2 separate regions of the Mus musculus genome follow, and region 2 is linked to region 1. A link is a contact called in public Hi-C data. All regions are on one chromosome and are shown on one strand. The core of a region is the stretch at or near the end of the contact, and the rest is flanking DNA. Distances in the headings are between cores, read along the strand shown. Region 1 overlaps Tcp11l1 (t-complex 11 like 1). Region 2 overlaps Qser1 (glutamine and serine rich 1).

Evidence for each region. Hi-C and Micro-C count contacts between places; a contact is called where the count stands out from the background.
Region 2: a contact with region 1 is called in a Hi-C map of muscle stem cells, with 2.6 times the contacts expected there. The contact joins two enhancer-like sites. A contact is called at or near these places in 2 of 39 promoter capture datasets (the 3T3-L1 cell line and embryonic stem cells), 10 of 15 datasets of contacts at CTCF or cohesin (the G1E-ER4 cell line, the NIH/3T3 cell line, embryonic stem cells and 5 more), 204 of 484 Hi-C or Micro-C datasets (2-cell-like embryonic stem cells, the 3T3-L1 cell line, 3T3-L1-derived adipocytes and 110 more), 29 of 115 datasets of contacts at active chromatin or transcription factors (CD8 T cells, the HPC-7 cell line, the NIH/3T3 cell line and 18 more) and 4 of 9 other capture datasets (adipose tissue, liver, macrophages and 1 more).

Annotation. Positions count from the first base shown.
Region 1 is chr2:104,684,042-104,687,135 of GRCm38.p6, reverse strand. Tcp11l1 (t-complex 11 like 1) reads left to right here. Exons shown (of 10, transcript NM_177190.5): 8 at 1,592-1,773; 9 at 2,870-3,042. Among named protein-coding and RNA genes, the nearest start is that of Gm6306, 25 kb to the left of the region's middle. Within about 2 kb of position 1,560, at least 16 of the 459 cell types and tissues checked have an H3K27ac peak or open chromatin away from gene starts, as enhancers often do. A contact at or near this core is called in muscle stem cells, where this site is marked.
Region 2 is chr2:104,761,823-104,765,063 of GRCm38.p6, reverse strand. Qser1 (glutamine and serine rich 1) reads left to right here. Exons shown (of 12, transcript NM_001123327.2): 10 at 2,101-2,253. Among named protein-coding and RNA genes, the nearest start is that of Depdc7, 21 kb to the right of the region's middle. Within about 2 kb of position 1,808, at least 57 of the 459 cell types and tissues checked have an H3K27ac peak or open chromatin away from gene starts, as enhancers often do. A contact at or near this core is called in muscle stem cells, where this site is marked.

The sequences.
Region 1 (3,094 bases), core at 311-2,810:
AAGAAACCTCAGTCTTCAGGGAGGTTTAACCTCCTAAGGAGTCCGGGCTCTGACTCCGTTATCTGGTTATTGTTTTCAACACTATAGCCCATTCCCAAACTCTTGTTGATCCTCCTGCCTCAACATTTCAGGATTACAACATAGACCACATCCCTGTTATCTTCTTACAGCAAAGCAGGTTCATTCATTCTGTCTGTCTGTCTGTCTTTCTTCTCTCGCTCTTCTTTTTTCTTTTAGTTTTATTTATTTTATGTATGTGAGTACACTGTCACTCTCTTCAGACACACCAGAAGAGGGCATCAGATCCCATTATATTTGTGAGCCACCATGTAGTTGCTGGGAATTGAATTCAGGACCTCTGGAAGAATAGTTGGTATTTTTAACTGTTAAGCCATCTCTCCAGACCCCAGCAAAGAGGTTCTTAGAGCTTGTCTGATTAACCTGTGAAAACTCAGATCTGGGCCAGGCATTGTAGTGCACACTTATAACCCCAGTGCTCTGAAGGCAGAGGCAGGTGGATTTCTTTGAGTTTGCCGCCAGCCTAGTCTACAGAGTGAGTTCCAGGACAGCCACAGCGATGTGGTGAGATCCAGCCCCCAAGCCTACCCACCCCCCAAAGAAAACAACCAAAAACCTCTGAACTGAATCAACACCTTTTTGACCTTGCTGCTTTTCCCTCATCTCCTCTGGTAGCTAGGGATAGTCAGGTAGGGTGGGACCTGGGTCCTTTAACACTAGTGTCTCTGTAGGGAAGGCCTGGGTCCTTTAACACTAGTGTCTCTGTAGGGAAGGCTTGGGTTCTTTAACATGAGACGAAGTCCACTTTCAGGTGGCTTTTATGTGGTTATGAGTTCTGCTCAATTTGTCATTTCTGACTGTTCTCTTTATTTACATACCTGAGTTGGTTATTGTTTTTGTTTGTTCTGAGACAGCCTCACTTTGTATCTCAGGCTGGCTTTAGACTCATAGCAATCCTCCTGTCTCAGCTTTCTGAGTGTATTTGTGGGTGGGTGGAGGGGTGCCCACCTTGGAGCTCTTGGAGTTCTTGGGGCTCCTTTGTGCTATGGATATGAGGATGAATAGCCGTAGGCTCTGCTTCAAGATTCTCCCATCTATCAGCATAGGTGATTTCCTGATTTGTGGGGGATAAAAATGGGGTCACCTCAGGACTTGGATGTTTCCCTTTCAAGTCTGGGACAGTTAGTTCTGGACACATAGGAAGGCATTGGGCACCCTAGCTTCATCTTCTTTCCCTTCCCTTCCTGCTACTGTACCTCCCCTCCTACTGATGGAGTAGTGGCTTTCAGCTGCTCCCCTGCTGGGGGTTTCTTCATCTTTCAAGGCGCTGTAAAAAGGGCTGTCCCTTTTTGTATAGTCTCAGACAGTAAAGGCACTTGCCTGAGGTCATAGTCCTGTGAAGGGTTGGGTTTATCGCCAGACCTGCCTGAGCTAACATGTGGTGCTCTTCTAGCTCTGAAAGGCATGCAGGACATCTGAAAGGGTACCACAGAGCAGGCGGAGGTGCGGCTCTGCTGCCCTCTGCTGGCCATCTTGAATTTCTGCTCAGCAGTGCCGCGTGTGTTCATTGCAGACAGTTTTGATGGACCAGTCTCGTTTCCAAGAGCTCCAGCTCCAGCTGGAGCAGCTGGCCGTCCTGGGAGCCGTGCTGCTGGTCACGTTCAGTACCGCTGCACCGGGAATTTCTGGGCATGCCGACTTTGCCGAGAAGCTCAAGATGATGGTGAAGACTCTGCTAACGGACATGCATCTGCCGTAAGTGGCTGGGACCCTAGAGTGGATGGACTTGTAGTGTACAGTGGGAGTTTCCCAGTGTGAGGCCACTAGGAGATTAGAGAAGACTTTGCCTACCTGAAGTTTATTTATGGCTATCATGTTCAAGCTACAGGGAACTGTGGATTTTACAAGGCTCTAGGGCTGTGGTTTTCAAATGTCTGAAAGGCTCAGAGCCCACAATGAGCAACGTGGCTGTGACCAGAACATTCTAACACAGATAGACTGAAGTAGACACCTCCCGAGGTAGAACTTGTCCTATGTTTAACCTGTTTTCTAACTTAATCTTATTTACTAACCAGTCACCCCACTGACTTGCACCTACTGAGTTGTTCAACTAGCAGTAAATACCATGACCTTAGAGAATCCAGTGGAACGTAGACCTTGGCCCCAGGACAGTCAGTTGCTCTAGCGCCTGAAAGGAAAAACAGAAATCCACAGCTAGCCTTAGCTGTCTTCTGTCTCAAAAAACCAAACCAACCAAAACAGCTGCAGAGGTTGGGGATATGCCTCAGCTGGCAATGTGCTTACTATATATGAGCCTGGGGCTTGATCTCCAGCATGGTTAAAAAAAAAAAAATCAAGATACAGAAGAGCATTTGATGAATAGGGCTTCCCTGTCCTGTCCCACGGCTACCCAGTTTCTGGTTCCTGTGTTTCCTCTGTTGGTTGTTAGAAGCCAGCTCTGATTCACTGATGGCATGAGCTTTGTGCTTTGAAGCTTGGGATGTAGCTCTGTTGGGAGAGTGCATGCCTACTGCATGTGCCTAACATGCTCAGAGCACTGTAAAACCCGACATCGTAGCTCACAGGTCTAATCTTGGGAAATAGAGGCAGGAGCATCTGAAGTTGACAGTTTTCCTCCGCTGTAAAGTACAAGTTCTAGACCAGCCTGGGTTCTATGAGACCCCGCCCACAGCAGAGAGCAACCACTTTGGTATGATTAAAAAGGATCACAGCCTAGGAGATGAGGGAGCAGGGAAGGGAGCCACAGGTCCCACACGCTGTCATCCTTGTCACGACAGGGCCAGGGTTGCATCCCTTGGTCTCCTGCTCCTCTTTCCCCTCTCTGTTCTAGTTCCTTCCATCTGGAGGACGCCCTGGCTTCCATTGGCGAGAAGGTGTGCCTGGAGGTGAGCAGCTGCCTCTCCCTGTGTGGCTCCTCCCCATTCTCCGTTGCTAAGGAGACCGTGCTCAAGGGCCAGATTCAGGCCCTCGCCAGTCCCGAGGACCCCATTCGCAGGATCATGGGTACGTTGAAGGGACATTCTCTTGGAGGGTGTCTTATTTACTTCCTATTGCT
Region 2 (3,241 bases), core at 559-3,058, 78 kb before region 1:
TACATATCTTTTTCTTTTTTTTTTTTTTTAAGATTTATTTACTCAGGCTGGAGAGATGGCTCAGAGGTTAAGGGCACCCGCCAGCTGCTCTTCCAGTGGTCCTGAGTTCAATTCCCAGCACTCACCGTGTTGCTTACAACCATCTGTAATGGGATCTGATACCCTCTTCTGGTGTGTCTGAAGACAGTGACGATGTGCTCATTACATATAAAAATAAAAATAAAAGATTTATTTATTTTATGTATGTGAGTACACAATTACTCTCATCGGACACACCAGAAGAGGGCATCAGATCCCATTATAGATGGTTGTGAACTACCATGTGATTGCTGGGAATTGAACTCAGGACCTCTAAAAGAATAGTCAGTGCTCTTAACCACTGAGCCACCTCTCCAGCCCCATTAAATATTCTTGAAATTCTTCAAATAGAAGACTAAGAAGAAATGTTTCCTTTAGAAATGTTTAGCATCATGAGGACATGGTGGATCATACCTGTAAGTTAAGCATTCTTGAGGTTGGGGCAGGAGGATCGTAAATTCCAGGCTAGGTTGGCCTACATAATAAGACTTTATCTTTAAAATAAGAAAAACTAAACAAGAGAAATATGTAATATGAAGGTAGGGGCATATAGTTCAGTGAGCGAGAGAATGCTTGCCTAAAACACATTAGCCACATTTATTGCTCTATACAACTCCCAAATAAAGGAAAGAAAAAAATACTTAGCACCACATGTTATCATAAACTTGGTGCCTTTTTAATTTAGATTTAACTTTTATGTGTGTCTTACCTACATGCATATAAGTGTGCTACAGGCATGCAGTGCCCTCCCAGGCAGAAAACAGCATCCAACCCCCACTTGAACTGTGATTACAAACACTTATAAGTCTTCATGTGGATGCTAGGAAGCAGCCCTGGTCCTCTGCCAGAGTGGAGTGTCTAAGCACGACACATCTCTAGACACATCTCTAGTCCCAGCGCTGTTGTAGTTTTAGGGTGTGTCCTAAGGCCTCCAGCGGCGCTGCTGCTCTGTCCTTACCCTGAAGGATCTTTGCCATCCTGTCCTCACTGGGAAATATAATTTACATCTGTATTAGTCTTTAAATTTCATTTATTGTGATTGGCAATTCTAGATCCAGAATTATTTAAGTGGGGTATTTTTAAGTGCAGAGTACCTGTGTATGTGATAAAAGCACAAGTAATGTGAGGTAGGAGTTGATGGTAGCTCTTCAGTAGATATGCCAAAAGTTGTACTATGTTTATCAAGTTTAATTTCCCTGTTACACTTAGAACTAAGAAAAATTGTAGTTTTTAAAATGTACTGTTTTCAGGTTCACAATACCAGTTTGTAAAATATGTCAGTCTGGAAAATTAAATTGCATTCTGAATCATAATTGTAACAGCATTTTAACCCTACTCTCATAATTCATGCTGTTGTTAGTTAAGTCGAATTTTAGAAACCTGTGGTCTGCAGGGTTCGTTCTGTACTATGTGCGGCTTTTCAGGTCACAGTGCCTTACCCAGCAGCTAGGGGCACCAATGTCAGAACCAGCTCTGCCATGTGGCCATTGTCTCATCAGTGGTGGCTCTCTGTCTGTGAAGAGCTCACGATCAAACTCTGGTTCAGGATCTTATCTCACAAGTTCTTTATGCAGTACAAGGAAGCAAAAGAAGTGAGACAGGAAACACGGCCATTATTCTTAACGTCTTCTGCCCACACGTTCATTTAGACTCCAGTGACTCACTCACTGGAGCTGGTTTACCTCGGTTCAAGGTATTAGTCACAGTTTAAGTGATAAGAGCTCTGAAGAGTGAATATGTTCCTACTTTCCAATCAGAGAGGGATTACTAATAATAGCTTAGGAGTTCCTTCAGCATGGTGTACTGTTGCTCAAAAACTGAGGACATATTATTAGCCCAGATTCAAAGAATGGAAAGACAGTCCAAACCATGTGGGCAAAAGTACAAAGAACTTGTAACTCTATCCCAGCTGTAGCCATCCGCATGGGTATATGTGTGTGTGCTTATGTGTATACGTTTTGAATGGCTGAATTCAGATTAGTTTTCTTCTGATGTCAGTTATTATCCTTCATTGTTTTAAAGAATGCTTTGGAAAGTTTTCCTGAACTGACAGTTATTACTCGAGACTCTAAAGCAAAGAGTGGAGGATCTGCTATTTCTAAGATCAAAATGAATGGCAAAGCTTATAATAAGAAAACTCTAAGGACTTCTAAAACAACCACTAAGTCTGCACAGGTAAGAATGCTTAATAAATAAACACAGTTCCTATGAAATCATCAAAATAAGCAAGTATGTTATTACAAAGGGTCAAATCTTTGGGGGAGGAATAAGCAGTGTGGTCTCAAGAGCAGGCACTGTTGTCTTCTCTGCATGCCTCGAGTTATACGCAGCAAATAGCAAGTACTCAAAATTTTTTTCACAGAATTTATAAAATAGAGTAATAAAGGAAACTATCCCATGTGCAAGTTTATGTGTTTGTACATAGGGGTTTTTTGTTGTTGTTGTTGTTTGTTTTTTGTTTGTTTTTGTTTTTGTTTTTTTTGAGACAGGGTTTCTCTGTGTAGCCCTGGCTGTCCTGGAACTCACTTTATAGACCAGGCTGGCCTCGAACTCAGAAATTCGCCTGCCTCTGCCTCCCAAGTGCTGGGATTAAAGGCGTGAGCCACCACCACCCGGCTTGTACATAGTTTTAAACTAATTAGTTTAATTCATTAATTTAAGTTTTAAAGTAATTAATTTTTAATTCAGTAAAAAATACTTATGTGCAACATTTTGAAATATGTGTATGCATTATAGAGAAGTAAACAAGGAAGTTAAATATTTTTAGCCTATTCAAAGTTATGTGTACAAAGTTTGGAAGCACATATATTAGTGTGTGTATGCAATATAAAATTGAATATTAATATACCTCTACAGTCATTAAAATGACATTTAAGGGCTAAAGAGATGGCTCAGTGGTTAAGAGCACTGACTGCTCTTCCAGAGGTCCTGAGTTTGAGTCGAGCAACCACATGGTGGCTCACAACCAACTGTAATGGGATCTGATGCCCTCTTCTGGTGTGTCTGAAGAGAGCAATGATATACTTATATACATAAAATAAATAAATCTTTATTTAAAAAATGACAGGTGTTCATCTCCATAGTATACATTATTGCAGTCTTTTCAGTATAACAATTTCACATAAAAATTGTATTCTAAGCTCAGTGGGGATAGCACATGCCT